Linked DNA regions of Mus musculus: all the other regions are linked to region 3. The links are chromatin contacts, called in public Hi-C, HiChIP or PLAC-seq and capture Hi-C maps. All regions are on one chromosome and are shown on one strand. The core of a region is the stretch at or near the end of the contact, and the rest is flanking DNA. Distances in the headings are between cores, read along the strand shown. Region 1 has its middle 100 kb from the start of Gm23003. Region 2 has its middle 70 kb from the start of Gm23003. Region 3 overlaps Gm45968 (a long non-coding RNA gene). Region 4 has its middle 86 kb from the start of Nfkbiz.

Region 1 (6,841 bases), core at 1,655-4,154, 180 kb before region 3:
ATCCACTGCTGGACATCTCTAGACAAATGGGAAGCCCTGGGCTCATTTCTTTTCCATCCTAGTAGGGAACAAATCTATTTGTCAGGCCAGTTGTCCAGCTAACCTTTACAGAGCAATGCTTCCTACTGATGAAGCATTGTTTCAGTGTTCATGAGTTTGACTTGGAACCTTGTTTACTGCACGCATCAGTTGCTTATTTTGGGTCCAAGGACAATAATTCTCAAACCTCTCTAAAATTATTTTGCTCCTTGATATATGGTAAGACATGTTTTAGTCACATTGTTTGTATATTTATTTTTGTTAAAAATATTTTTTGTTGTATTATTCCATAAACTCTTTGGTATGAGTTCGTAAAATTCCATAGAACGAAGTCATATTGGGACTTTTCAGATTCAACTTAATTTATAGATTTTTTTTTCACTATTGAACAAGAAAATGTTGAATAGAGAATATGACTGAATAAAAGTGAAAACATTTATTATTGTTGTTATTGAGACAGGGTCCCAAGTAGCCCAGACTGACCTGGAACTCACTTTGTAGTTTAGGGTGACCATGAATTCTTGGTTCTTATGTTTCTACTACCCAAGTGCTGGGATTCCAAATGTTCACCTCTACTCCAGGCTTAAAAGAAGAAAAAAGATGAAGTTTAGTCATAGACAGTAAAAAATATTGATAGGAATAAATGTCAGTAAGAAAACATTAGCAGTAGATAGTCACATGTACATCCCTGGGTTACTCAAAAGGTTCTGTCCTTTTAATAGTGAATGGGATTGTGAAGTTTGGTCATATTTTATTTTGTTTTTCCTGAGTAATAAATATTTTCTTCATTGTACAGTTAGAGATGTTGTAACTCACTGTGTTGTACTGAGTTAAATCTTTGTTCTGATACATGATGTCAACTTTGTTTTTCCAGGGATGAATTCTACTTGAGCACGCCACACAGAAAATACAATGCTGGAGGTGAGCTTGCTGAGCAGAAGTGAGAACCTGAGTTCAAATACCCAGAATCCACCTGGGTACCGTTCTGGTGTCATGATAGCATATGTCCATGATCTCATTTCTCCTATGTGAGATGAGATGCAAAGGCAGGAGAGTTCCTGGAAGCTACTCTCTCTTTTTTGTCCTCTTGCTCTTCTCCCTCCTGTCCCTGCAGTCTCTCCCTCCCAGATCTTAGGTTTATCACACATTGGTAAACACTATGCTCTGACACTGAGAAATGCCTACAGCCTCACACACTGCTTCTTCCATAATAAAAACTCATTACAAGAAGATGAACTGGAAACAGCCATAATATGTGCCAAGTTACTTATTCTTTATTTACATTTTATTTAAATTTTTTGTCCTTGTAGAATATATTTTTATAATTTAGTGACCTAATTTTCTCTTACAAAAACCATACAGCATGATTGACATTTTCTTTTTTAAGACTAAATGAACCATGAAACCCAACCTTTTCTTGCTTTGGTTAAATTGATCCAGAGATTACCATGGAATTTAAAACTCTATGTAATATGATAAGTTGGAGAAATTTTAATAACAGCACTTCTAGAGTTCTGTAGTCATTCATGTCTTGGTCAATAGTAATCTCGGCATAAGTTGCTAAATCTTATTCCCTATGGGACTCTGACAGAAACCATTAGCATGTTATGCCTCAATTAAGATTCTTAAAAATGGAGGTGCCTCGTGGCTGAGTCTTCCTTTGTGAGGTCTCAGCTGCCGACTCTTCTTGCTCCATGCCTGCTTTCATGCTGCCACACTCCCTGCCACCATGGTCATGGGCTCTATCCCTCTGAAACTAAAACGTCACTCACCATTGTTTAAGACTCAAAGATACAAAGACGCGAATCGAGAGGCAAAGAGTGCAATAGATAGAATGGCAGACTGCAATACATCATTAAGAAGCAGAAAGAGAAAAAGTCAATTTATAAAGATATCAACAACCCCTTCCTCTTCTAAGTGGAGGCATGTCTATGGGAACTCATTGGAGAGTGACAGGAATTCCAGTTCTGGGAATTTTAGAAATAGTTTGAGAGTGTATGCTGAAGACATTTTACTAAAGCTGTTCCAAGATTTTTGCTGGCTCAAAATCTCAAAGAATCACCCTGTGCCACCTGAAGAACCCAGTAAGACCCAGGTGGGTATTCCCTGGACTCTGTATTGCTCCCACACTACCCATTTCTCATTGATACTCATTATGCTAAGATGTTGCTGTCCAGAGTAGTCTGTGTTCTTGAGGAAGTGGTGGTGGTGAATAGGAGCGCTGCTCTGCTCTGTAGCTGCCACACTTTCCAGCTGTAGGTGACGCTACTCTTTGGACAGGGTCATTTGGTGCCACCTTCAATAAGCTCAACTATGAAGCAAATGGCTTGCTATGAATAGGCTCTGACTTCTATAGAGGAAATGATGAAACAACAGAGGAAGTTGATAGGAACAGAAAGAAAGTTGTCAGCAGTTTCATTTGAGAATAATATCATTGTGGTCTCAAGTTTCTGAAGTCAAAAACAGTCCAGGGAGAAAATCCCTTCGCCATTCTTCCTCTTTTACAGAAGGACAAAAGAAAAAAAAGCACTTGAGCATATGACTTCATCAGTTATGTGTTGGTTTAGAGGTTGGGCTCAGGAAACTCACTTATCATTTACTGTAGCTGTTTTCAAAAAAAAAAGTTCTAAACAGCATTGCTGACTCTAAAACCACTAGCATTTCTAGGCTAAACAATTCTGAGTGTTTCAGGGTGTCCCTCTGGTGGAAAATTGAAAACACTTGTGGCATTTTCTGTGGGGAAAGATGGTAAATAAATACGGAAATCATACAGGTTATTATTTTTTCCCTACAAGTAGAAGGAAACTTGTTTGCTATTCCTTCGTTAATGCAAAAGTGTTGCCAAGCTCCATGGTAAGATGAAGACCGTTTCCTTCACACCTCTGTGAGTGTGAGGAGATCTGGTAACAACAGGCCAAGAGATGTAGCTTCCCTCTTGTTGGTAGAAGACTTGCCTCTTGTGCACAAAATTCTAGATTTGATCCATTATAAACTGGGCATAATCTCAGCATTATTATTATTATTATTATTATTATTATTATTATTATTATTATTACTATTATTGGAGCAAGAGGTAGGAGGGATCATAGGATCCAACTTATCCTTTGTTACATCTAGAGGTTGAGGCTAGCATAGGATATTTGAGACCCTGTATCAGAGAACCAAACTGTTCAGTCAGCACAAAGCAAACAGTTGGAATTTCACTCTATGAGTAATGATGCTGAATGTCGGGAGGGAAGGGAAAGCATGGTTGGGATGTATTGTATAAGAGAAGAATCTATTTTCAACAGAAATAAAAAGATAAAAATGTATTTGGTAGTCATGTTTTTTTTTTTTGAAAAATATGTATGCGTGTCCATTTTAAGTAAGATACTATTACCTTTGTTTTTTGTTATTTAAGAAGCAGTGACATTTCTCCATTTGGTAGCAAAAGAGAAAATTGGAGGAGCTGAGAGCTTTAGAAGGACACACATGGTCCTGGGTTTATAGATGAATGAGTTTAAAACAAAGGTCGAGAAGTGGCTTCCAGGACCTGAGAATGTCCCTTGGCAAATAATCAACTAGGAAATAAGGGCCTGAGTCCTAAAGCCACATGAAACTGAGTTCTGCCATTGACAGAAAGAGGCTCAGAAGATCTCATGATCCAGAGGAGGTGACAGCTGGCACCCCCAGTATGAAGATACAGAGAGATTAAGAGTCAGAGGATGAGGCTGGAACAATGTCTCAGTGGGTAAGAGCCCTGCTGTGTAAGTATGAGGATATGAGTCCAGATGCCCACTATTTATATACAAGTGAGCCTGGTAGCACGGCACAGAGCCTGAGTGCTCACCAGCAGCCTAGCCAAAACACTGAACTTCAAGGTCAGTGAGGTCGCATCTCGGTGAATAAGGTAGAGAATGATAGAGTAAGCCAACATCCTCGTCTGGCCTCTGCATGAGCTTACATTGGCACACACATCTGTATTCGTACAATACAATCATGCATATACCACAAACATATAGAGCCCCAAATAGTACTATTATAATTAGCTATTCATAGGCAAAATAAAGAACTTTAGGTCATGTTTGGCACTAATGTCCTAGGTTGATTCAAAATGGACTATACACCTAAACATATGAACTGAACTAAATATGAAAAAAAAAATCATAGACAGGGTCCAGTACCGACCTACCAGGTAAGTTGTACCCATTGGTGCAATAACGGTACTCTGGCTCTTGGAGTGACTAACTTCCAGAATGAATTTGAGGCCTGCTCCATAGGAGGGATGTCATGTTTGATACTGTAATATGGTCAAAGTCCAGATCACAGGTCCTAGGCAGGAGCCTACGGGTGTTTTGACATGGTTATGTTGTCAAACTACCTTCTAAATAATTATGCTTATACCTATAGATTTATGTTGCTCTCAGCCTGGGTCAGAGACGCCTCTTTGTGCGATGGGTAGTAGTTACAGAGGAAACATGACTGTAAAAGAGCTGAGAATAAGTGAGAGGGAGAGCTTACCTGCAGATAGGTTGGTATCAAACTTCCCCCTCGCATGGCTCAGGGGACATCTTGGAAAAGTGTACAGAAAGAATGCAAGAGCTGGAAGATGGGGAGGAGAGCAGTGAAAAGCCGATTTCTGGACGTGACATGACTAGCGCACACACCAGCTCCTATGACAGACAGCTGTGCTTGTCTGCAGGCTCTGTACACAAGATCACATCAGTCAGTAGTCCAACATGGATGGGGGAGGGGCTCCCAGGGTCCCGCCTCTGGCTGGGGAGCTACTGGTAGTTGATGGCTGCTGAGGGACGCAGGGTCACTGAGGCCACAGTGGATGACACTACATCTATTAACACATGGGTAGTACTAACTGGACTAGAGGGATGTTAATAATAATTTGAAGAGAAGACATGGAGTTTGGGATGAGAAGGCATGGGATGGTGGATTCCTGGGGGAAGAGGAGGGAGGTAGTAGGGGTAGGTAAGATAAAAATACATTGAATAGGTGTATGAAATTTTCAACGAATAAAAATATTTAAAAATTAAAAAATTGAAAGACACTTTTAATGTAATGAATAAATAAACCCCAACCCTGACATAAATATTTGCAGATAATATCTAATAATAACTTGTATCTATAATGCTTATGAAACTCTTAAAATTTACACACACACACATACACGCACACACCCCTCCTACAATTCCCAGTGATAAATGGGGAAAAGTTTGAACTGACATATCACCTAAGATTCACAGAGAGCGAATGAGTTCATAAAAAAGAAATCTTGTGGGTGATTACTCAGGGGGACCTCCACTCTCTTAGAGGAAAAGGGGAGGGGGATGGGGAGGGTATGCGGGAGCGGGGACTGGGAAGGGGGATAGTGATTGGGATGTAAAGTGAATAAAAAATACTAAAAAAAAAAAACCTCCAAAACCCCAAACATTGGCATCAATAATTTTAAAAAATGCAGATTAAATCATAGATTGGTAAGAATGTTCTCCTTGTCCCCCCCCCCCCCCCGGGAATATAAAATGATGTCAACTCTCTGGAAGACAGTGGGATAGGCGGCTTAGTCCCAGAATTTGTGACTGTATTTCTTTTACAGTAAAAGATGTGACTGAATGAAGGAACTTAGAAATCCAAGAGAGGATCATGAGACATTGAGGTGGCAATGATGTCAACATGGGGGGAAGAGGGGCGGGCAGGGAGAGTCAGACAATAGTGGGTAACATAAAGGCAGCAGAAGGCAATTTGAGTGTCTTGGAAAACACCATCAGATGAGAAATGACAGCAACCTGGATGTTAGAAAAGCAAACGCAGACTCCTCTGAAGACTTTAGGGTTTGGGACTATAAAATCATCAGAGCTAAATTTATATTTATTTTATTGAGTTGCTTCGGTGATTGTTTGTTACAAAAGGAATAAGATTGCCAGACTCGTAAGCTGTTAATCATAAATCTAGATTTTTATGTAAGAAAATAAAGGCATATACTTATCCCAAAATTTGTATGAAACCATTTGAGCAGCTTTATGCATAATAGTCAAAAACTGGAAACGTACCAAATATCAAAGTGAATGGACAAATTATGCCATGCCCATGTAATAGAATGCTAGCAAGCCATAAAGGAACAAAGTAGGTGCTAGGGAGATGCCTCAGTGGATAAAGTGCTTGATGCACAAGCATGAATACTTGGGTTCAGATACCCAGTACTCGTGTACATTCTGGGCGTGTTTGGTGCCCCATCTCTAATCCCAGTACTCAGGAAGCAGAGACAGGGGATTGCCATGGGAAGACAAATCAGTGAACACCAGGTTCAAGGGAGATACTTGGCCTCAGTGCATAAAGAGGAGAGCAATCATGGCAGATACCTGACACTGAACTCTCACCTCCACAGGCATGTATTTATATGTGTGGGCATGTTCCCTACATACTTGTAAACAACACACACACACACACACACACACACACACACACTGTGTGATAAAGACTTTTCTGGAAGAGACCAACACACACATCTATTCACCACAGAAAGAGGTCCACGAGAAACCAAAGAATGGATACCACCAAGGTCCAACTTAATGAACTAATGCATTTTGTTGGTGTTACTTACAGGAATATAGGTGAGAGGTTACTTAATAGGAGCAGAAATGACTCAAAGACAGTTGCATCACCAAAGCCCATGCAAGTACAGGTGACAGTTCACAAAAGCCAGGAACCTGGGATGCACTGTACAACTCACAGGAAGCTCAGTCAGTTGGAGAATATCCTTTCCAAGTGACTCTAAACCTCATCCAGGCAGTTCAGTTCTTCTGCTTCTACC
Region 2 (6,786 bases), core at 2,803-5,302, 140 kb before region 3:
ATGCTGAGAAAGCCTTTGACAAAAATCTAACACCCCTTCATGTTAAAACTCTCAGAGAGATCAGAGATAATACGTGCATTCCTAAATATAATAAAAGCAATATGCAGCAAGTTAATAGCCAAGATCAATATTAAATTAAATAAAGAGAAACATAAAGCAATTCCACTAAAATCAGGGACTAGACAACTGCCCACTCTCTCCATACCTGCTCAACATAATATTTGAAGTTCTAGTTAGTGCAAAAGATGATTAAGAGATATCAAGGGGACACAAATTGGAAAGAAAGACCTCAACCTATTCCTATTGGCATAATAGACCCTAAAAATTTTACCAGAGAACTCCTATACCTGACATACATCTGCAGTGAAGTGAATGGATACAAAATTAACTGAAAAAAAATCCCTCCTTTATACAAACAATAAACACACTGAGAAAGAAATTAGGGAAACAATACATCCCCAGGTAACCCAGACCCAGAAAGACACATATGGTTTGTACTCATTTATAAGTGGACATTAGCCATAACTTACAGGGTAACCATGGTACAATCCACCGACCCAAAGAAACTAAGTAATAAGGAGGGCCCAAGGGAGGATGCATGGATATTACTCAGAAGAGGAAGCAAATAGTCTTGTGAGGTGGATGGAGACATGGGACTGTGTGGGAAAGAGAGTCAGGATGGGAATGAGGATGGGGTCAGGTGTGGGGATAGGAGGTTAAAGAGAAGGCTGGAGATGAGAATGGAAATTAGTAGGGGGCATCTCTGGAAGTAGCTGGAGACCTGGGACAGGGAAGACTCTGGGAGTCTATAGGAGTGACTCTAGCTGATATTCCTACCATTGAGGCTTATGGAGACTAAAGTGGTCACCTCCTGTAAGCAGGTGGGACTTCCAATGGAGAAATGGGGACATCAATCCACCTACAAAACCTTTTAAACCAAAAATTGTCCTTTCTATAAGACATGCATGGATAAAAATGGATCAGAGACTGAGGAAAAGGGCAACAGACTACTGTCCCAACTTGAGACCCATTCCATGTGAGAGAACCAACCCCCAATACTATTAATGATACTCTGTTATGCTTGCAGACAGGAACTTATCATAATTGTCTCCTGAGAGGCTTCATCCAGCAGCAGATGGAAACAGATGCAGAAACCCATAGCCAAACATCAGGCAGAGCTTGGGGAGTCTTGTGGAAGAGTGGGGGATGGAATTGAGAAAGCTGCAGGGGTCAAGGACACCACAGAAGACTAACAGAATTAACTAACCTGGGCCCATGAGGGCTCACAGAGCCTGAACCACAAACCAAAGAGCATGTACAGGCTGGATCTAGGCTCCCTACATATCTGTATCAGATGTGCAACTTGGTCTTCATATGGGCCCCCTAACAATTGGAGTGGGAATGTCTCTGACTCTGTTGCCTGTCATTGGATCCCCTTCCCCTAACAGGACTCTTCTAGTTTGGTCTCAGTGGGGGAGGATGTGCTTAGACATGCTGGGACTAGATGTCCCAGGTGACGTGGTACCAAATAGGGGCTTCCCCTTCTCTGAGGTTAAGGGGAGAGGGTTATGGGGGGGAATTTATAAGGGTGAAATTGGGAGGAAAGGAGGGAGGGGGGCTGTGATCAAGATGTAAAGTGAAGAAATAAATGTATTAATGAAATATGGTAGGGTAAAACACACTTCTGGGTTTGAAAATCCCTGAGCTAAAAAAAATCTCACTAATGCATGGGGTTGGTTTGAAATCTAACCAATCCCTATCCTGAAAATTTCCACCCTGAAAAACTTCCCCAACCAACCAACCAACCAACCAACCAACCAACCAACCAACCAACCAACCAACTAGCCAGCCAGGCAGCCAGCCAGCCAGCCAGCCAGCCAGCCAACCAACCAAACACCCAACCCTATACAATCTTGTCTCCTGCTCAGTCTCCTGCTGCTTCTTGCCTGAGCAGAGGCCACCATTCTCTTGTGTTTCTCCCAATAAATCTCTTGTGAGAGGTCTGTTATGTGGTGTGACTTAGTGATATTTCTTGCCTCCCAATTTCCAGGATATATTTCCCCTAAGAGCTATAACACTTATGCCCATTGGCTCTTACATTCATGTGTTGTGTAATCTTTGGAACGAGAGAGGAGAGGGTGCTTAGCACTGTCAAACACTGTCCATATATTGTTTCATTGAATTCTTAGAAGAATGTGGTAACATATGCATTGAATTGTCTCATTTTATGGTGAGAAACCAAGCCCTAGTCAGAAGTCAGGATATGACAGATCTCTGCAGTCTGGTGACTGGTCTCATCGCCGTTACTCTGGGTATGATTTGAGTACAGAGCAACACGGAGAATGAATAATTCATTGTGGTTTCTGGATATCCCTCCACTCTTGTGCTGATAGCTGCTATTCCAACTGTTTTCAGATGTGCTTTGAAGCTATGTGACAATTAAGAACCATGTTAAAAAGGACACAGGTTCTGTTTCCAATATAGAGGATAAAATTTGGGAGATTTACATGAATTCTCTATTGCATGTTCTCCTCTGTATTGAATGCAGGCTAGCCCGCTTTCTTTTATTTGAAATTAAATCTTTAAATATTTTAGCAAAATAATTGACAAGCAGAATTCCAAAACTAATACAATTAAGAATAATGCATGAAGAAAATAAAAAAAGGGAAAAAGGTTAGTCAGAAAAGAATAGGGAATCTAGACACAAAAATATACTTGAAACCAAATTCACACTCTACACACAAATAAGAAATATCTTGAAGAGACCATAAAACCAATAAATATTCCACCAAAATCTTACCTCTAGTTTAGCACAGAAAGTAATTTGAACTGTGAAATCACCAGAAAAAGCATTTTGATTTTATTATATATGAGAGTATAAGACATAAACAACCAGAATGTTGTTAAGGGACAAGTTATAGATTGGAAAATTATGAAAGAAATGTGTCAGTGTCTATAGTAATTTAAGTATGACTCCACTTTTAAGAGAAAAAAAAATCAAAACAAAGCCTTTCTTTCTTTTCACATTATAAGGTATAGATAATTGTTTTATTTTGCTGAGATCTTTCTGATAGTTCTGACCAGAAGTAGTTACAGATTCAAGTGATAAAATATGATATCCATGACTTCTCAGTTTCTGTGGAAGGTTTAGCTAATGGGTTAAATGTCACACATGAGATTGAGCCTCATCCCCCACTTTAACATATCTGCACACTGACCCAGATGGCCATGGGATCTGAGTCTGCTCTAATTCATAAGACTATAATATTATCCAGCTAATATTTCTTTGTTGGTATTCATGGGGATTTTGAAAGACAGATATTTTACATAATTTAGAGATATAAAGTCTTTGAGTTCTGCTGCTTCTCAAGTGTAAACAAACTCAGCCTCAAAGGATGCATTCTTAGTGCTTAATGTCTTCTGGTGAGGTGTTGATTCAAACCAAACCAAGCCAAACCAAACCAGCCAAACCAAAAAGACCCAAAACCAAAACCAAACCCAGCAAACCAACCAACCAACCAACCAACCAACCAACCAACCAACCAACCAACCAACCAATCAACCTACCAACCAACCACCACCACCACCACCACCACCACCACCAACACCACCACCACCACCACCACCACCACCACCAGCAACAACAACAACAAAACCTCCAAACAAATGAAACTATATAAACAGAGAAAAGCACTTCCCTAAACAGCCATTTCAGAACATGGTAAAGACAAATACAAGTTCTAATGTTTCCAACCTTTGTTTTATTTTTTGATGAAATTCACTACAATTGATAATGTCTCTGCTAAAAGTTCTTGGTGCAGTGGGCTTGGGCAAGGCCTCTGTAGCTTTCCTTTTAGTTGGAGCCTTCATCTGTAATGAGTCCTCAAATAGAGGAGATACAGGCATTTATAATCTTGAAAATGTTACCACATCCTTTGGTTTTTCTCAACAGCAGTTAAGTTCTGTTTTGTAAGCTCCACTTTGGAAGGGTTCTTCTAAATTAAGCTCTGGGATTTGCTATTTCAGGCTTCCTGCTCAGCAGTCCTGGCTCCTTGTGACATTACTTCTGTTCTGTTTACCAATAGGGTGAGTTGGGGCTTGTGTCTGTGGCCAAGTCAGTCTAGTAGTTGCTGAGAACTTAATTCCTCTGATTTAAAGGAAGGTGCTGCCAGCCTGGGAGAGCCAGAGTTCCTGAGACAGATCATCTGTGTGTGGGGCTGTCTGTCATAATGAAGTTTAGAAACAACAGTTTCGGTTTTCCCTGGCTTCCCTCTGTAGACTGATTCTTATTCATTGTCGTTTGTGAAAAGCATTGTTTCATGAAGGAACCGTGGTATTAGAGACTTCTTTTTTTTTAAAATATTTTTTATTATTACGTATTTTCCTCAATTACATTTAGAATGCTATCCCCAAAGTCCCCCATACCCTCCCCACCACTTCCCTACCCACCCATTCCCATTTTTTGGCCCTGGCATTCCCCTGTACTGGGGCATATAAAGTTTGCGTGTCCAATGGGCCTCTCTTTCCAGTGATGGCCTACTAGGCCATCTTTTGATACATATGCAGCTAGAGTCAAGAGCTCCGGGGTACTGGTTAGTTCATAATGTTGTTGCACCTACAGGGTTGCAGATCTCTTTAGCTCCTTGGATACTTTCTCTAGCTCCTCCATTGGGGGCCCTGTGATCCATCCAATAGCTGACTGTGAGCATCTACTTCTGTGTTTGCTAGGCCCTGGCCTAGTCTCACAAGACACAGCTATATCTGGGTCCTTTCAGCAAAATCTTGCTAGTGTATGCAATGGTGTCATCGTTTGGAGGCTGATTATGGGATGGATCTCTGGATATGGCAGTCTCTAGATGGTCCATCCTTTTGTCTCAGCTCCAAACTTTGTCTCTGTAACTCCTTCCATGGGTGATTGTTTCTAATTCTAAGAAGGGGCAAAGTGTCCACACTTTGGTCTTCATTCTTCTTGCGTTTAGAAAATTTTATCTTATACCTTGGGTATCCTAAGTTTCTGGCTAATATCCACTTATTAAGGCACAACATACCCAAACTCATGGGATACAATAAAAGCAGTGCTAAGAGGAAAACTCAGTTCTGAGTGCCTCCAAAAAGAAACTGGAGAAAACATATACTAGCAGCTTAACAGCACACCTAAAAGCTCTAGAACAAGAAGAAGCAAATACATCCAAGAGGAGTAGACTGCAGGAAATAATCAAACTCAGGGCTGAAATCAACCAAGTAGAAACAAAAGGAACTAAACAAAGAATCAACCACATCAGGAGCTGGTTCTATGAGAAAATCAACAAGATAGATGAACCCATAGCCAAACTAACTAGAGGGTACAGAGAGAGTATCAAATTAACAAAATCAGAAATGAAAAGGGAGACATAACAACAGAAACTGAGGAAATTTAAAAAAATCATCACATTCTACTATAAAAGCCTATGTTCAACAAAACTGGAAAATCTGGATGAAATGGACAATTTTCTAGACAGATACCAAATACATAAGTTAAATCAGGATCAGATAAACAATCTAAACAGTCCCACAGCCCCCAAAGATATAGAAACAGTTACTAAAATCTCCCAACCAACAAAAGCCCAGGACCAGATGGGTTTAGTGCAGAATTCTACCAGACCTTCAAAGAATACCTAAAATCAATACTTTTCAAACTATTACACAAAATAGAAAGAGAAGGAATACTACCCAATTCATTCTATGAAGTCACAGTTACACTGAGTATTCTCCCTTGGAGAAGGAATGGTTTCTGTCTAATTAGGAACTTGTCACAATTTCTTTTTCATAGAGTACTTCATAAGAGATTTTTTTCTACTTCTATCATGTTTAATGCTCCAAATAGACTTTTAAAACTGGTTGAGCACATATTACTTTTAGCTTCAGAAGACATCATGTATATTTAAGAGGCATTTAACTATTATAAATTATTTTGATTACTTAAAAAATGTCTATATTGAGTTGTATATTTTAAAATAAATTTTATTAGTTTAACAAAAAAGAAATAAACAATAAAACAAAATATCAAAAGTAAAAAAATGCATTTAATATACTTAGCCTACCATATTTCTGGGCTCTGTGGCACAATGCTCTGTAGAATAGGCTATTTTTTGGTAGGAGTGTATGGCTGAGCCCAAGCCACCTAGCATGGTGAGTGTGGCCAGTAATACATATATATCATCAACCCAGGAAAAGATTCAAAATTTCAAACTCAAAATTTAGTCTCTGGCATCTCTAGAGTCAGGCCTGGTAGTACATTCCTGTACTCCTAGCACTCAGGACATTTCACAATGCAATCAAAAAACCCTGATCAAACTATGCTAGAGAGCTTTCTCCCACTCTTGTTCTCTCATAATCTTCTAAAGACTTGGCTGCTTGTTCGTGGGCCCAGAGTAGCAATGCTTTAGAACAAATGAGGAACCCCTACTACAAGTAATTGCTATGTCTTCTCCTCTTGGGCCAAACATTGAGAAAGGGAAGAGTCTCCAGGCACATCACACAAGGACTGTTCTAATGACAGGGTAAACAGGGCAGTGTGGATGTGCTGGCCAATCACATAGGCATTGTTAACACACCCCTTTTTTATTTGTCACCTTGTCCTAACTTTTGCCTTGCCTTTATTGCCCTCTGATTTGTCCATTTCTAACACATCACCCAGCTGTTCCTTTTCTGACTATATTTTCATGTCATATCACTCATAAAGAATTAGAGATTATGAACAAAAATCCTTAATTGGCTTTATATTTTCATAAGCCATAATTTGAACTC
Region 3 (6,422 bases), core at 2,492-4,991:
AAATAGAGGTGAATGTGCTTCTATCTCAGACTGGCAAAGTGGGTCAGGCCTCTTATCTTCCCAAGGGGATTATGAAAGTTCAAATCAGAGAACCTGAGTGGTTACTTGGACTAAAACCAAAGAATTGCAACAGAACATTTATGTCAGGTGTTATGTTCTTGTGACAAATGAGTTTTAACTGGTGGGGAGAACAGATACTAGTTGTTTTTCAAGTGCTGGAGAAAGATCTACTTAGCTCTTACCTAAGACCTAAAAGACTGCAGGTGTGCTCATGGCACCAGAACCCTGGGAAGGTGAAAAAAAAAAAAAAAAAGAAGCACTCTGACTCTAACCTTTCTCCCACTCCTTCCCCTACCATTCGAACTCCGAGCTAGCAGAGGCTTTGACTCTATTGAGTCCCAAGTTTTAGGCTGTGCCTTGCTTTTAAGGAATAATCAATAGATTACATATTTTAAATATGAAATGGGCGATTTTTAAACTTAGGGTAGCATTGAAGTCATTTTAATTATGGAGTTCGAATTTAATTACTTAGTTCAAACCTGTTGGACTTTAGACTTGAATGTATCAAGTCTAAACTTGGTTAGTTAAAAATGGAAACACTTTATCCTTAGGTTCGAAGATTTATTATACAGTGTCTCCATGTAGGGAGAGTGAACTTCGTGATATCTTAGATAAAAAAATGAAGTTGGTCATGACACAACACAAATAAGCAATGCACTATGACTACAATAGGAATTCCATACAATAGTAGGCTACAATACTAAAGATAGGTCTAGACTAGAGAGCAGGGTTATATTACACATCTCTTCTTCATGCTAATCAGCTGGTACCTGAACTTCTACGGACTTCTATTCTGGGTCATTAAACTAAAACAGATATAATCAACTAAGTAGGCTAAATTTAGACTAACCAGGACCATGAGAAATCTCAGAAGTCAAGGATGATTGGTGACATTGAAGTTTTTTTAGGTGATCCCAATTAGTAAAATTTAACCTTAAAAAAATCTGAGTACTTTTTTTTTTTTTTTTTTTTTGGTATAAGGAGTCAAACTTAGGGCAAATGGGTGGCTATTTTAGAAAAAAAAAATTATCTCACTGGAAAGGATATCTAAGTTATCTAAGTTTGCCTGACGTGTCCTGAATCTACTGGAAGAGTGTGGTTTCTGGGTGTGGGTGTGGGTGTGGGTGTGGGTGTGGGTGTGGGTGTGGGTATGGGTGTATTTACCAGCAGACCACAGGAGGAATTCCAATGCCCAGTTGAACTTTAGGATTTATAAGATGTGTAGAGACAAGTTGCTTGAGCAGGCAGAGATGCCCTGAAGGCTGGGGTGCTTCACTGATCTCAGCCTTGACATTGGAAGTCTTACCCTAGGTTTCACTTGCCTGGGATATAATTTAAGAGTATTTTTGTTTACATGGACTGTCCTTTGTACTTTAATAGTACAGCTCAAAGCACTTAGAATTTATAAGTTGGAACAATTATTCATTAATCACATGCTTATCCTACATCAGTTCTGTATACTAAAGTTTTTTTTTTAGAAGCCAGTATGGGGCTGGGCGGTGGTAGCTCACACCTTTGGTCCTAGCACTCTAGAGGCAGAAGCAAGTGATCTCTGTGAGTTTGGGGCCTGGTCTACAAAGCAAATTCCAGGATAGTCAGGGTTATGCAGAGAAACTCTGTCTCAAAACAAACAAACAAACAAACACCAACAAAACAAAACAAAACAAAAACTACAAACCAACAAAGGAAGCCAATGTGGAAGAATATACAACCTTCATCCTCTGCCCTCAGAAACCTTATAGGTACAGTGTATACAGAACCTTTGCCCGGAAGATCAATATTTTATCTAGAGGTTTGTTCTCAGAGTTTCATGTGTGATTTGTAGGTTTATTGGCTTTCTAAATGGGCTGGAATATCCTTGGAGGAGATTCCTATTATCCTTTAACTTTAGCATAGTGTCAAAGTACGATGGTTGGCATAATCACAGTCATTCAGTAGAATCAGGTCAACCCGCATGGATCACAGTCTTACCAATGTACTGAGAATGAGAACTCAGTCTGCGATAGTCCAGTGGAGGAATAGAGGCTTGAAAAGTGACCGAACCCTTAAGGAAGCTTTACCTGGGACTGGAGGGGAAGAAACCGCTTAGCTGGATATATCATTCAGTAGCAAGTCACACACACAACAGTGGCTTGCACAAAGGTTAGAACATCCAGGGTTTGAGATATCTAGAAAAAGGAGGAGAAACAACTTGCAGAGCTAGGTTTAGCTAATCTCAGTAGGAGCAGTCTGTATAGTCTCCGTAGCAGTCTCCAGATGGTAAATATCTGGGAGAAAGGGAGCTACAGTGGCCATTTTCTGCATGTACTACCAGCATCCATGCTTGGACCCTCCCAAAGAAGGCTTTGCTATCCCTATCCCTCTGAGCCTCACCTAGAGAGGTGTTGCCACTTCCATGGGCAGAAGCATTGGGGGTTCCCTGATGTGGTAATAATCATGTCAACTGTACATACTCACTCAGGACTTTATTCACTCAGGGCTTCTTCCCGTTCCCATGCTTCACCTCTTAAAGTTCCATCTCTCCTTTGTACGGCCACACTGATGCAGACTGTCTGATACACAAACCCTTGGGAGGAAAACCCCACCTAAATCATAGAGCACAGCATTTAAATCCAATAAATGGTGTGTGTGTGTATGTGTGTGTGTGTGTGTGGTTTTTGATGTGTCTCAAACAAAAAGATCATGCTATTAGGATTGCTGTGTAAGTCTGAAGGTAGACAGCTTTGGAATTGAGAAGACAAAAGAAACAGAAAGTTCTGTCTGTTATATAGTGAATTTAATGAATTGGTAGAAGTCTATACTGAATTATGGCTATCAGTCTAGATCTGAGAGGTAGGACAAAGCTTTTTATCTGTTTGTTAAAATGCAGAGGTGGTAGGCAATAGAGAGTGCTCAGGACATGTGTTAACATGAAGACTGAGTGGAGCAAAGTGGCAATAATATAAAAACCTTCAAGAAAACCTTTTGACTGGCTGAGCACATGCCAATCACTGTTCAGGTGGGCTTTGGAACAGAGAAGCGCTTGGTTCTAGTATAACGTAAGGAAATACATTGAGGAAGAGATGGGAGGAAAAGGATTTTCTATATCGCCCTTCCTCCAACTCAAAGAAACACGGCATAGGGAAAATGCTTCCTAACTTAGGAAGCATTGTGCTATAGTCCGTATCACTCATAACGAGTCTCAGGGCTTGTGAGTTCATTTTAGCAGCTTGTAACCCATAGTATCAAGTGTCTTAGTCTTGCCTCATTTCTGTGTTGCAGTCAGTGGGTTGTGAGTACAGGAAGCTATAAAACATAGTATTGTTAGTCATGTGACTGTTTGCCCATCGTGCTCCTAACCCCAGGCAGTATGGTATTAAGAGAATCATTGTACCCCAAGAGAAGAAGAAAATAAGTGCCAAGTTGTTGCTTTGGAGTCCAGGGCTAGACCTTCCACAGTAAGGCAAAGTGCGGAGCAGAAACTTTTGGCACCTTAACCACAGGCTGTTGGCTATGTGCGAAGCATCCAGACCCACTGCAGACTCAGAAGGCAACTTATTGAGCTGCATTACCTTTTTTCAGCACTTTTTCTCAGACCATTCTGAGTAGCACATCATCTATAGAACTGAGGACAAGAATGGACTGCATGATTTCAGAGGTGAAATTGCAACTGTACACCAAGCCTGGACTGACAGTAAACCTGAACCTAGAGTGTCATCTAGTGCTCAAACAGCAGCAGTGACCAAAGGTCAGATACAACGGGAAGCCTCTTTAGAGCTTCTGGAAGGATAGTGTCTCAGTTAGGGTTTTACAGCTGTGAACAGACTCCATGATGAAGGCAAGTCTTATAAAAGACAACATTTAATTAGGGCTGGCTTATAGGTTCAGAGGTTCAGTTCATTAGCATCAAGGTAGGAACATGGCAGCATCCAGGCAGGTATGGTGCAGGCAGAGCTGAGAGTTCTACATCTTCATCTGAAGGCTGCTAGTGGAAGACTGGCTTCCAGGCAGCTAAGATGAGGGTCGCAAACCCACACCCACAGTGACACATGTACTCCAACAAGGCCACACCTCCCAACAGTGCCACTCCCAGGGCCAAGCATACACAAACCATCAAAGATGGGTACACGCTGATTATGAAAACTAGAATATTTAAGTATCAATTCCTTTTACTCAAAGACATCATTTACTCTTCAACAGCTGTTTAAAACTTTCAGGAAATTTGGCCTCACCTAAGATAAGACACCAGGGAGACTGATTATATAGTAATGAATATATGTAAACTCTTGGATCAAGAAGTCAAAATAGGTATCTTTAGGAAGTTCAATGAGGTTCAAGACAACTCAGAAAAAAAAAACTCAGTATTTTATGAGCAAAGCAGAGTGAACAAACTAACCACTTGTAAATCACTTGAGCTAAAACAGGATTTTCAGCAATATGGAAAATGGGATGGAAAACATCCATAACTGAAAAGAGCCAACAACAGAAACAGGGGCAATGTCTTTGCAAATACAAAGAGGAGAGAGGGAAAAAAAGAGAAAATACAATGAAGCTGAAAGAAGAAAACTTACATGAACTTTGGAATAACTTTAATTATGCAGGTGATATTGATCCAAGTGGTCCTTGCTGTTACAGTGGTAGGACGATTGGAAAGGTTACATCTGAAAACTTCCCAAACCCAAAGAAGGCTACCGATATTTATATAGAGGATGATCAAAGGTCACAAGCCAGATTCATCTCAAGCAAGAGTAAGCCAAGATGCCTCACAATGAAGACCTGAAAGGTCAACAGTCAAGAGAAGATCCTCAGTTGAGCAGGAGAAAATACACTAGCCCCAACAAACACCTTGACAGCACCCGTCTCAGCTGAACCTTGGAAGGCCAGGGCAGAGTATGATTCTTTATTTATAGCACTGAAGAGAACAGATCAAAACAACAAAACAAACTATCTACTGTTCAGGAATATATATATATTTAAATTACTTAGTAAGGTTTATTTTAATTATTTTATTTTATTTACTTTCCAGCCGTTGACCCACCTGTTGGTCCCCTCTCTCACAGTTCCTCATTCCATTCCTCCTCCCACTTGCCTCCAAGAGGGTGCTCTCCCCACCCCCAATAGACCCCCCCCTTTCCATGAGGCCTTAAGTCTCTCAAGGATTAAGTGTATCTTCTCCCACTGAGGCTAGACCATGCACACCTCTGCTATATATGTGCCAGGGGCCTCTGACCAGCTCCTGTGTGCTCCTGGTTGGTGACTCAGTCTCTGGGAGCTCCCTGGGGTCTGGGTAAGTTGAAATTGATGTTGTTCTTATTGGATCGATCTCCCCTTCAGCTTCTTCAAAGCCTTCCTTCTTCAATTTAACCATAGAGGTCCCTGTCTTCAGTCCAGGGGTTGAGTGTAATTATCTGCATCTGTCTCAGTCAGCTACTGATAGGGCCTCTTAGAGGACAGCCATGCCATGCTCCCAACTGTAATAGTGTCAGGCCTTGGAGCCCCCTCATGGTATGGATCCCAAATTGGGCTGGTCATTGGACCGCCTTTCCTTCATTCTCTTCTCTGTTTTTGTCCCTGCAGTTCTTTTAGACAGGAACAATTGTGGGTCAGGAATTTTGCCTGTAGTACTAATTTGACTGTGGCCCCAGTAGGAAGCAGACCAGTGGTATTTGGGTGAAATTCTCACCTATGTCTTTGGTTACTGAGGACTTCCTGGGAGGCACACAGGCTGTAGGTTGTGGGTGGGTATCAGGCTGATGATCTGGCCTGGGTCAGTTAGGAATATTATACTTGGGAATACTTTCTTTTATAAATGAAAGAAATACAAAATTAAAAAAAAAAAGAAGAGCCGTGACAATGTATCCTATCTAGACTTGTCTCATAACAAATGCTCAATGAGGTTCCTTAATTTGAAAGAAAAAAAAAAAAAAACTCTGATAAGTAAAACGGAATCATCAAAAGGTATGAAATTCACTGGTAAGAGTAAGTATGCAGAAAACTTTAAGTATATTAATATTTTATTACACTGTTATACAATGTGCAAAACCATAGCATCAGTAATAAAAACTGAAAAAATTAAGAACAATAATGGCATTGTTGTGTTAACTTAAATAATTCAAACCATGTAAAATTAGAAATAGAAATTAAAATTGCTCAGGGGAACCAATTGCATGAGTTATTCTCTTTTTCTTCTATTTTAGTATATTTCTTTTTGTTTCTCTGCCTGTCCTTACGTTGTTAAGGTGCTAGTGTTTAACATTAGCTTTTCATAATCATAATAAAAAAAACCAGCATTATGATAACTGTAACTGATAACAAGGTGGCAGCCACAGGGAGATTAAGACACATTCTGGTGGTGTCTACCACTCCCAGTGATCTGACCCAAG
Region 4 (7,044 bases), core at 3,640-6,139, 210 kb before region 3:
TGAGGGCAGTTCCTGCTTATTCTTGCCATCTCTCACTCCTGGGACACCTGTTCAGTTTCCATGGCTCCCTTGCCCACAGAGGCATACTGGGGCGTTTTAAACAAGATGTATAGGTCCTGGCTCTTAGCTCCACCAGCCAAGCACAGTCTAGGATGGTATGGAGTAAGACATCTTAGGGCTGACTGTGCTCTGCTCTCCCTTGCTCATGTGAGCACATTATCTAAGAGGAATGTTGCTTGACTTCAGCCAGAAGCCACTCCTACACAGTCCCTGGCAGGCATTTTAAATGAAGGAAACTGAGGCAGAAGGGAAGAGAAGGGAAGGGAAGTACATACAGCTCAGAAGCCAGTCACTCTTCCTTCACGGCTCACTGTCTAAGGAGGTCCGGGTAGAAACCATGCCCAGTGCCAACCATATTCTTCCTGTGCCCTGTCCTTCGAGCAACTCAACTGACACGAACTTTGTTAATCTTTAGCTATGACTTTTTTCTTGCTTAATCTCTAGTGGTCACTGTAGCTACAAGAATCAAGGGTAGGGATAGAATAATTCCAATTACCCTGTCCTTAGCATGCACACCTATGGAGGGTGTGGTCTGAGATCCTGATGCAAGCAAGGCATGCATGCATAAAGTAGTGGAGAGAGAAGAGCGAAGTTTTTAACTTCGGCGCACAGGTGAGGTCCCGGCATACATCACTCCTGCACCTTATTTTTACATTACGTGGACTCATTCATCAAAGGCAAAGCACAGTGTCCCTCTGGTAGCAAACTTTAGAAAATCTGGTTTCTGAAGTGCTTTTTAAATGTCTGGAGCTATTTTTTTTCTTAAAAAAAAAAAAAAAGAAAGAAAACCGAACTCTCATTAATACTACCCATTTACATTTAAGCACTTATTATAACACAGTCGCAAGGATGCCAGAAGCATTAGCACATTGAGTTAACATTAAATGTATAGGCAGGCTATCATGTTCCACTGAGGAAAGTAATCCGCAGAGAGGAATGAGGTCGCTGGAGGTGCCACGTCTAGCTGGTGGAGTCAGTGCTGGTATCCAGGCAGCCGCTTCTAGAACTGCATGATACAAAGCCTCCAGCAAGCCATCCCTTTGTAGCTGATGAAACTGAGATCCAGGGACATGACATGACTTGCCAAGTAATGGGAAGTGGCAGAGGTAGGCTTTGACCTCCAGTGTCCTGGGCTTCTTGTCAACACTTTTGTTTTTATTATTTAAAGCTGACCTACAGGGAACCATTAAAGAACTGGAGCCATTTATTCCAAAAACAAACAAACAAACAAACAAACAAACACAAACAAACAGCTGAAAGGCTGCTTGCTTTTGTTCTCTTATGTCAGACAAATGCTTTCTTTCTCATTTTCCAGTATAATCCTGGTGTGTGTGTGGTACCAGCATTTCCTGATCGTGCTTCTTGGCCTCTGCCCCCAGTGCTCTATCCCAGCAGATGAGTTGGGGGCCAGGGCTGACAGCCTAACACAAAAATAAGCTATCGAGTCCATTTCGTCCTTCCCCAGTGAAGATCTCCTTTGTCCTTCTTCGGGAAGCTAGCGGAGCAGATAACCCAGAAAAGTCCAGTGCTATAAACTTTCTCATGTGACCTCAAGGTAAGCCTTATGGCTGTGGTTGCTGCCTTGTACTAGAGGCTACTTAGAGGAAAATCAAACCATACTTACTCAAAAACCATGTCTCATGTTGACCTCTGATAAATACAAAGATGACATGATGTGAAGATATAATCAGCAAGTGAATAAACCAGGATGGCTAGCTGGGGCTCTGGTTAGAAGGGGAAGTTCTTTCTGGGCTATAGGAGTCTTTAAAGATGAAAAGACTGCAGAAATATTTGTGGCAAAGTAGGCACAAAGTTTGTTATTTTTTCTGCTTCTCTGCTCTTCCCTTCCCCATGGATATAAGCCATGACTGCATCACCCAAGAAATGTACTGGCTGATCAATTATTTTAGGTGATTTCTGTGTGCCTGGTTATCCTGGGCTCCAACCAGAGTTGCTTTAAATGAGAAATGGCCCTAATAAATAGGCTTTAAGGGCAGTGGACACTGAAGTATGGCAGAGTACTTGCCTAGCAAATACAGGGCTGTGTTCCATCTCCAGTACCATGCAAAAGATATGCTTAATGCTATTAACATAAACTATCGATCTGACCACTTTAAAGTGTGCAAGTCAGCGACATGGGACCATGTCACAGAGGTGTGCAATGATTTCAACTGTCTTCTTGCAGCCTTTTTTGTTTTGTTTACAAGAAACTTTGTAGCCATTAAAGAATTCTTCATCATTCAACATCCTTAGCCATCAGAGAAATTCAAATCAAAAGGACTTTGAGATTCCATCACCACCCCTGTCAAAATGGCTACGATCAACATCACAAGTGATGGCACAAGCTGGCAAGGATGGTGGAGCAAAGGGAACACTCCTCCATTGCTGGTGGGAGTGCAAACTTGTATAGCCACTTTGAAAATAAATATGGCAGTCTTTCAGACAATTGGCAATCGATCTGCTTCAAGACTCAGCTATACCACTCCTGGGCATATTCCCAAAGGATGCTCCATGTTATCACAAGTACACTTGCTTAACTATGTTCATAACAGCTTTATTCACAGTAGCCAGAAACTGGAAAGAACCTAGATGTCCCTCAACTGAAAAATAAGGAAAATATGGTAAACCTAGTGCAATGGAAACTCCATGGAATCTATGAGAGTAACCGTAGCAAAGACTCCCAATAAAACAGAAGCCCTCCTTGGGGGTACCAACCCAACCTGGCACCTCAAGTCACTGCAGGACTAGGTCTATCCTCACCCACTGAGGCCAGACAAGGCTGCCCAGTTAGGGGAACAGGATCACAGTTAGAAGAAAGGTCACAGGAACGCCAGTGGTAAAGAAGAAGACCTACATTCTACAAGAAATCTGTGTTAGACAGGCAACAGAGTCAGGAACAGCCCCTGCTCCAGTTGTTGGGGACCCGCATGAAGGCCAAGCTGCACATGTGATGTACATGCCTTGGGGGAGCTAGTTCCAGCTCATGTATGCTCTTTGGTTGGTTCAGTCTCTGGCAGCCCCCAAGGGTTCAGGTTAGTTGACTCTGTTGGTCTTCCTGTGGAGTCCCTATCACCTCCGGGCCCCTTAATCCTTCCCAACTCTTCCACAAGACTCCCTGAGCTCCATCTCATGACTGGTCTGGGTTTCTGCAGAGTGTGTTTTAAATGGATTTGATTTTTCTATTAGTCCATTTCCCTAGTTTGATATTTACATCTCGTAAGCGGTTCCAGTGATTAGAGATTACATATCCATCTTTGCCAGGGCGAAGTCAACTTGATTAGTTGAAGCTATGACTCATTGTTCTTTATGACATTCACCAACTGCTGTGTGGGTTTCATTCCAGTGAGAGAAGACCCCATGTCAGCTCCTTCTTAGGTTTTGTCACTTTTTAATTTTTCCTGGGACATAGATGGCCAGCAATCTTATGAGACCCTTAGAAGCAGGAAGCGGAGCGATTAGAGCAGCAGGCACAGAAAGTGTCATCATGGAACTAAAGTAACTATTTTTGGCGTGTGGGGTTTTGGTTGCCTCAGTCTTTCCTTTGCTCCAGTTATTTCTTATAGAATATCGGTCTTGTTCTTTTACCACTGGCCTTCCTGTGACCTTTCTTCTGTCCCCACCCTTCCTGTTCTATTGCTGATTTGTGTTATATTTCCATGATATCTTGCAGGTCTGCCAAAAGAGAGTATCACACAGTCATTGATCTAAACCAGCAATTCTCAACCGTGGGCCTCGACTCCTTCAGGGGTTGACCGACTGTTTCCCTGGGGTCACATATCAGATATCCTGCATATCAGACATTTAGATGATGATTCATAACAGTAGCAAATTTACAGTTATGAAGTGGCAACCTCATAATTTTTGGAAAATAGTTTTATGGTTGGGAGTCACCATAATATGAGGGACTGTATTAAAGGGTCACAGCGTTAGGAAGGTTGAGAACCACTGCTTTTGCACATTAGAATGGAGTGAGGCCATACTAACATTTTTATTTTAGATTTCTGAACTTTGAAGGCAGTCTAGGCAACATAGTGAAACCTTGTCAGTATAAGTTAAAATAAATAAATAAACAAACAAACAAATAAATAGATAAATAAACGGTTCTAAGTAGGAATAAATAAGAGTATTCTTTAAAAATGCATAGCACAGTATATGCTGGGTGCTTAACAAATGATTTCTCCTGCTACTCTGCCATGATTTCTGCTGCAGTGAAATTAAGCTGATTATCTTTGAGGTCCTTCCAGCTTCAACATTCTGAAGTCCCTTTTGGGCGACTCCTTTTTCTCATTTTATCTGTCTGTCTCTCTTATTCTTTTCCTCTTTTGTCCAGTGCATGCTCCTAACCCCTTCTAGATCTTTTATCCTCACCCTTTTCCCCCCAAAATGGTTATTTTATTTATTTACATTTCAAATGTTATCCCCCCTTCCGGGTTTTCCCCTTCGGAAACCCCCTATCCCCTCCCCCTCCCCCTACTTCTATGAGGGTGCTCCCCCACCCACCCACCCACCCACTCCTGCCTCACTGCTCTAGCATTTCCCTGCGCTGGGGCATCAGGCCTTCTTAGGACCAAGGGCCTTCCCTCTCTTTGATGTCCGATAAGGACATCCTCTGCTACATATGCTGGAGCCGTGGGCCCTCTTTGGTTGGTGATTTAATCCCTGGGAGCTCTGGAAGGTCTGGTTGGTTTTATCCTCACTTTTATTTTTTAGGCTCTACGGCTTAGAGGGCGACACTCTCCCTGGTTGGCCCAGGAGCTGACCCCATTTGTGACCTTCGTTCCGATCCGTTCTCTCAGCAATGTTTCCTTCCTTTCTCACAGGGCGATGAGTCAAGATCACTTGACTTAGAAAGTTAACTCTCCTCCGTCATCACATGATCCACCAAGAACTGTGTATGATTTTTAATTGCTTTTGGGGTTGGTCTCCCTTGCAGGATCGAGGGCAGTCACTGGGAATGACTTTGTTATAGTGGCTGCTACTCCAAAGCCTCGTGCACGTTCAGGTTCATCCACCTCTGACATCGCATGACCCGCAATGTACCATCTAATGCTTTAATTGCTTTTTTGGGGTTTGTCTTCCTGGCAAGATAGAGTGCAATTACAGGGATTTCTTTTTACCCTGCAGTCACTTGGAAATGTGCGCTGGATCTCTGAATGTGCTGAAATGTTAATTCTCTGCAGAGCAGGTGTTTGTCAATAGTACATTGTGCAGCTCTTCGTGACAATGTTTTGAAATGAGCCAGACAGTGACTCTGCCCTTGCTTGTCTTCCTTCATTTGTAGTCCTTAGCTCAGAGACCTTTACTTTAGCTCCAGATCAGTGACTCATTTCTTCCTCTTGCCTCACCCATAGCTCTGACAACTGGAGTTATCCAGTTATCCGAACCCCAGTGAGTACGGTGCTGACCTGCTTGTCACTGTGAGCACTTGCTTTGGGCATGTGTGTGTGTGTGTGTGTGTGTGTGTGTGTGTGTGTCCCTGATTAATACCCCTCCTTCTGCCCAGGCTCCCGGAGGTTTCTCTACACTGTCTGATCAGATGTACTTTATCTGCCATCTTGTCTTTATTTCTGAGGCCAAATCCTCTGGCGGTTGCCTCATCCTGTGTTTGTATAAGAGAAATGAAGCAGATAATGAAGGTGGTGATGGGTTTAATTTAGTAAAAGGGTCATTTTGTTCCTGTTGGATGCTAAAACCTATTTGTTCGGCTTGCGAACTTACAAAGCATAAGTAATACTGTCTGCAGAGTGTTCTGTAGAGACCATGAAGGTGCCCTGCCTGAAAACGTACTGTAAGCAGGCTTCACAGCTGTAAAGCCTGTACTCGCCTGCCAGGTACTGTTTACCAGGGCTTCTCCAAGTAGTGACCGGGAGGGGCAGTAGAGCCAGGTGGCTTCCTCTAGATAGGGATGCACTTTAATGGCTACTCCTTATTCATCCACAGAAATCCTGGGTCAGAAGTTAGAGCTAAACTTCAGCCAGACTCCGGATCCTTTTCTGTCCTTTCTCCAGTGTCCAGCTGGCATCCTGATCTGAGGGTCTCCCTCTTATGCCAGCTGCCTTATCCTTAATCCTTTATAGCCATCTCTCCCAAGAAGCTTCCAGTTGACCAACTTCCTCATGGAAGAGCTCACACAAGGTCCCAGTACAGCATTGTAGGTAAGACAAGTACACAAGGAATATAGACTTGTTTCCAAACAGGCATGCAACTTTAAACTTAAAAAGTGTCTATTTAGTATTTTCTATTGGATGCTCTTTCCATGAAGCAAGCAAGTATCACCTTCAACATAATTCTTCGCCTAGTTATCTGAACACAGTGATGAATAGCAGTGCTTAAGGGAATAACAAAATACTAGTTCTAAAGTGGGAGTGACAGAAATTTATTGGAGGTTTTCTCTGTACCAGGCTTAAGTACTTCGTGAGTATTTTTCTTAGTCCTCATAGCATCTCTGTGGAGAAGGTACTGCTGTCATTTTACATTTTCAAGTAAAAGGAGAAGTTAAAAAAAAATTACTCAAGGTTGCCCTGGGGCCAGTGAGCAGGCACACAAAGCTTTGAGTTCATGGGATTATGCTGTTCTTGTGTTTCATTGAAAGGTGATTTTGGAATTAGGGTAGACTGTAGTCATCCTGAGAAGTTTCAAGTTTGAAGAACGTTCCAGCTCATGGGCTGGAGATTCTATAGGCTAGGTCAGATCACAGCCCATCAGAGCTCACGAGTTTTAAGCGTTCAAAATGTCATTTTATTTTATGGTAATGGGTATGTGCTTGAGTGTATGTATGTGCACCGCAGACCTGCATGAGCCTGCAGATGTCGAAAGAGACCATCAGATCCTTTCAAATTGGAGTCACATGCATTTGTGTGCCACCATGTAGGTTCTAGAAACTAAAGTCAGGTCCTCTGCAAGAACACGAGGCGTTTCGAACTGCTGAGCCATCTCCCCAGCCCCGAGTTTTAAGCATTTTACAGAGCATTGCAAGACATTTCT

Evidence for each region. Hi-C and Micro-C count contacts between places; a contact is called where the count stands out from the background. HiChIP or PLAC-seq counts read pairs in DNA pulled down with a chosen protein or histone mark. Capture Hi-C pulls out chosen DNA fragments and counts their contacts.
Region 1: a Hi-C map of bone marrow-derived macrophages shows a contact between it and region 3, with 2.2 times the contacts expected there. The contact joins two enhancer-like sites. A contact is called at or near these places in 3 of 484 Hi-C or Micro-C datasets (B cells, the Ba/F3 cell line and bone marrow-derived macrophages) and 1 of 115 datasets of contacts at active chromatin or transcription factors (bone marrow-derived dendritic cells).
Region 2: a contact with region 3 is called in a capture Hi-C map of bone marrow-derived macrophages, with 4 times the contacts expected there. The contact joins two enhancer-like sites. A contact is called at or near these places in 2 of 484 Hi-C or Micro-C datasets (bone marrow-derived macrophages and cortical neurons), 1 of 115 datasets of contacts at active chromatin or transcription factors (CD8 T cells) and 1 of 9 other capture datasets (bone marrow-derived macrophages).
Region 4: an H3K27ac HiChIP or PLAC-seq map of regulatory T cells shows a contact between it and region 3, with 4 times the contacts expected there. The contact joins two enhancer-like sites. A contact is called at or near these places in 1 of 15 datasets of contacts at CTCF or cohesin (CD8 T cells), 12 of 484 Hi-C or Micro-C datasets (3T3-L1-derived adipocytes, the C10 cell line, the N1E-115 cell line and 8 more), 5 of 115 datasets of contacts at active chromatin or transcription factors (CD8 T cells, embryonic fibroblasts, large pre-B cells and 2 more) and 1 of 9 other capture datasets (embryonic stem cells).

The regions. Positions count from the first base shown.
Region 1 is chr16:55,694,289-55,701,129 of GRCm38.p6, reverse strand. No RefSeq gene overlaps it. Among named protein-coding and RNA genes, the nearest start is that of Gm23003, 100 kb to the right of the region's middle. Within about 2 kb of position 2,904, at least 54 of the 459 cell types and tissues checked have an H3K27ac peak or open chromatin away from gene starts, as enhancers often do. A contact at or near this core is called in bone marrow-derived macrophages, where this site is marked.
Region 2 is chr16:55,661,432-55,668,217 of GRCm38.p6, reverse strand. No RefSeq gene overlaps it. Among named protein-coding and RNA genes, the nearest start is that of Gm23003, 70 kb to the right of the region's middle. Within about 2 kb of position 4,052, at least 26 of the 459 cell types and tissues checked have an H3K27ac peak or open chromatin away from gene starts, as enhancers often do. A contact at or near this core is called in bone marrow-derived macrophages, where this site is marked.
Region 3 is chr16:55,517,185-55,523,606 of GRCm38.p6, reverse strand. All of the region lies in intron 1 of Gm45968 (a long non-coding RNA gene), which reads left to right. Among named protein-coding and RNA genes, the nearest start is that of Mir5118, 26 kb to the right of the region's middle. Within about 2 kb of position 3,741, at least 17 of the 459 cell types and tissues checked have an H3K27ac peak or open chromatin away from gene starts, as enhancers often do. A contact at or near this core is called in bone marrow-derived macrophages, group 2 innate lymphoid cells and regulatory T cells, where this site is marked.
Region 4 is chr16:55,732,311-55,739,354 of GRCm38.p6, reverse strand. No RefSeq gene overlaps it. Among named protein-coding and RNA genes, the nearest start is that of Nfkbiz, 86 kb to the left of the region's middle. Within about 2 kb of position 4,889, at least 75 of the 459 cell types and tissues checked have an H3K27ac peak or open chromatin away from gene starts, as enhancers often do. A contact at or near this core is called in bone marrow-derived macrophages, group 2 innate lymphoid cells and regulatory T cells, where this site is marked.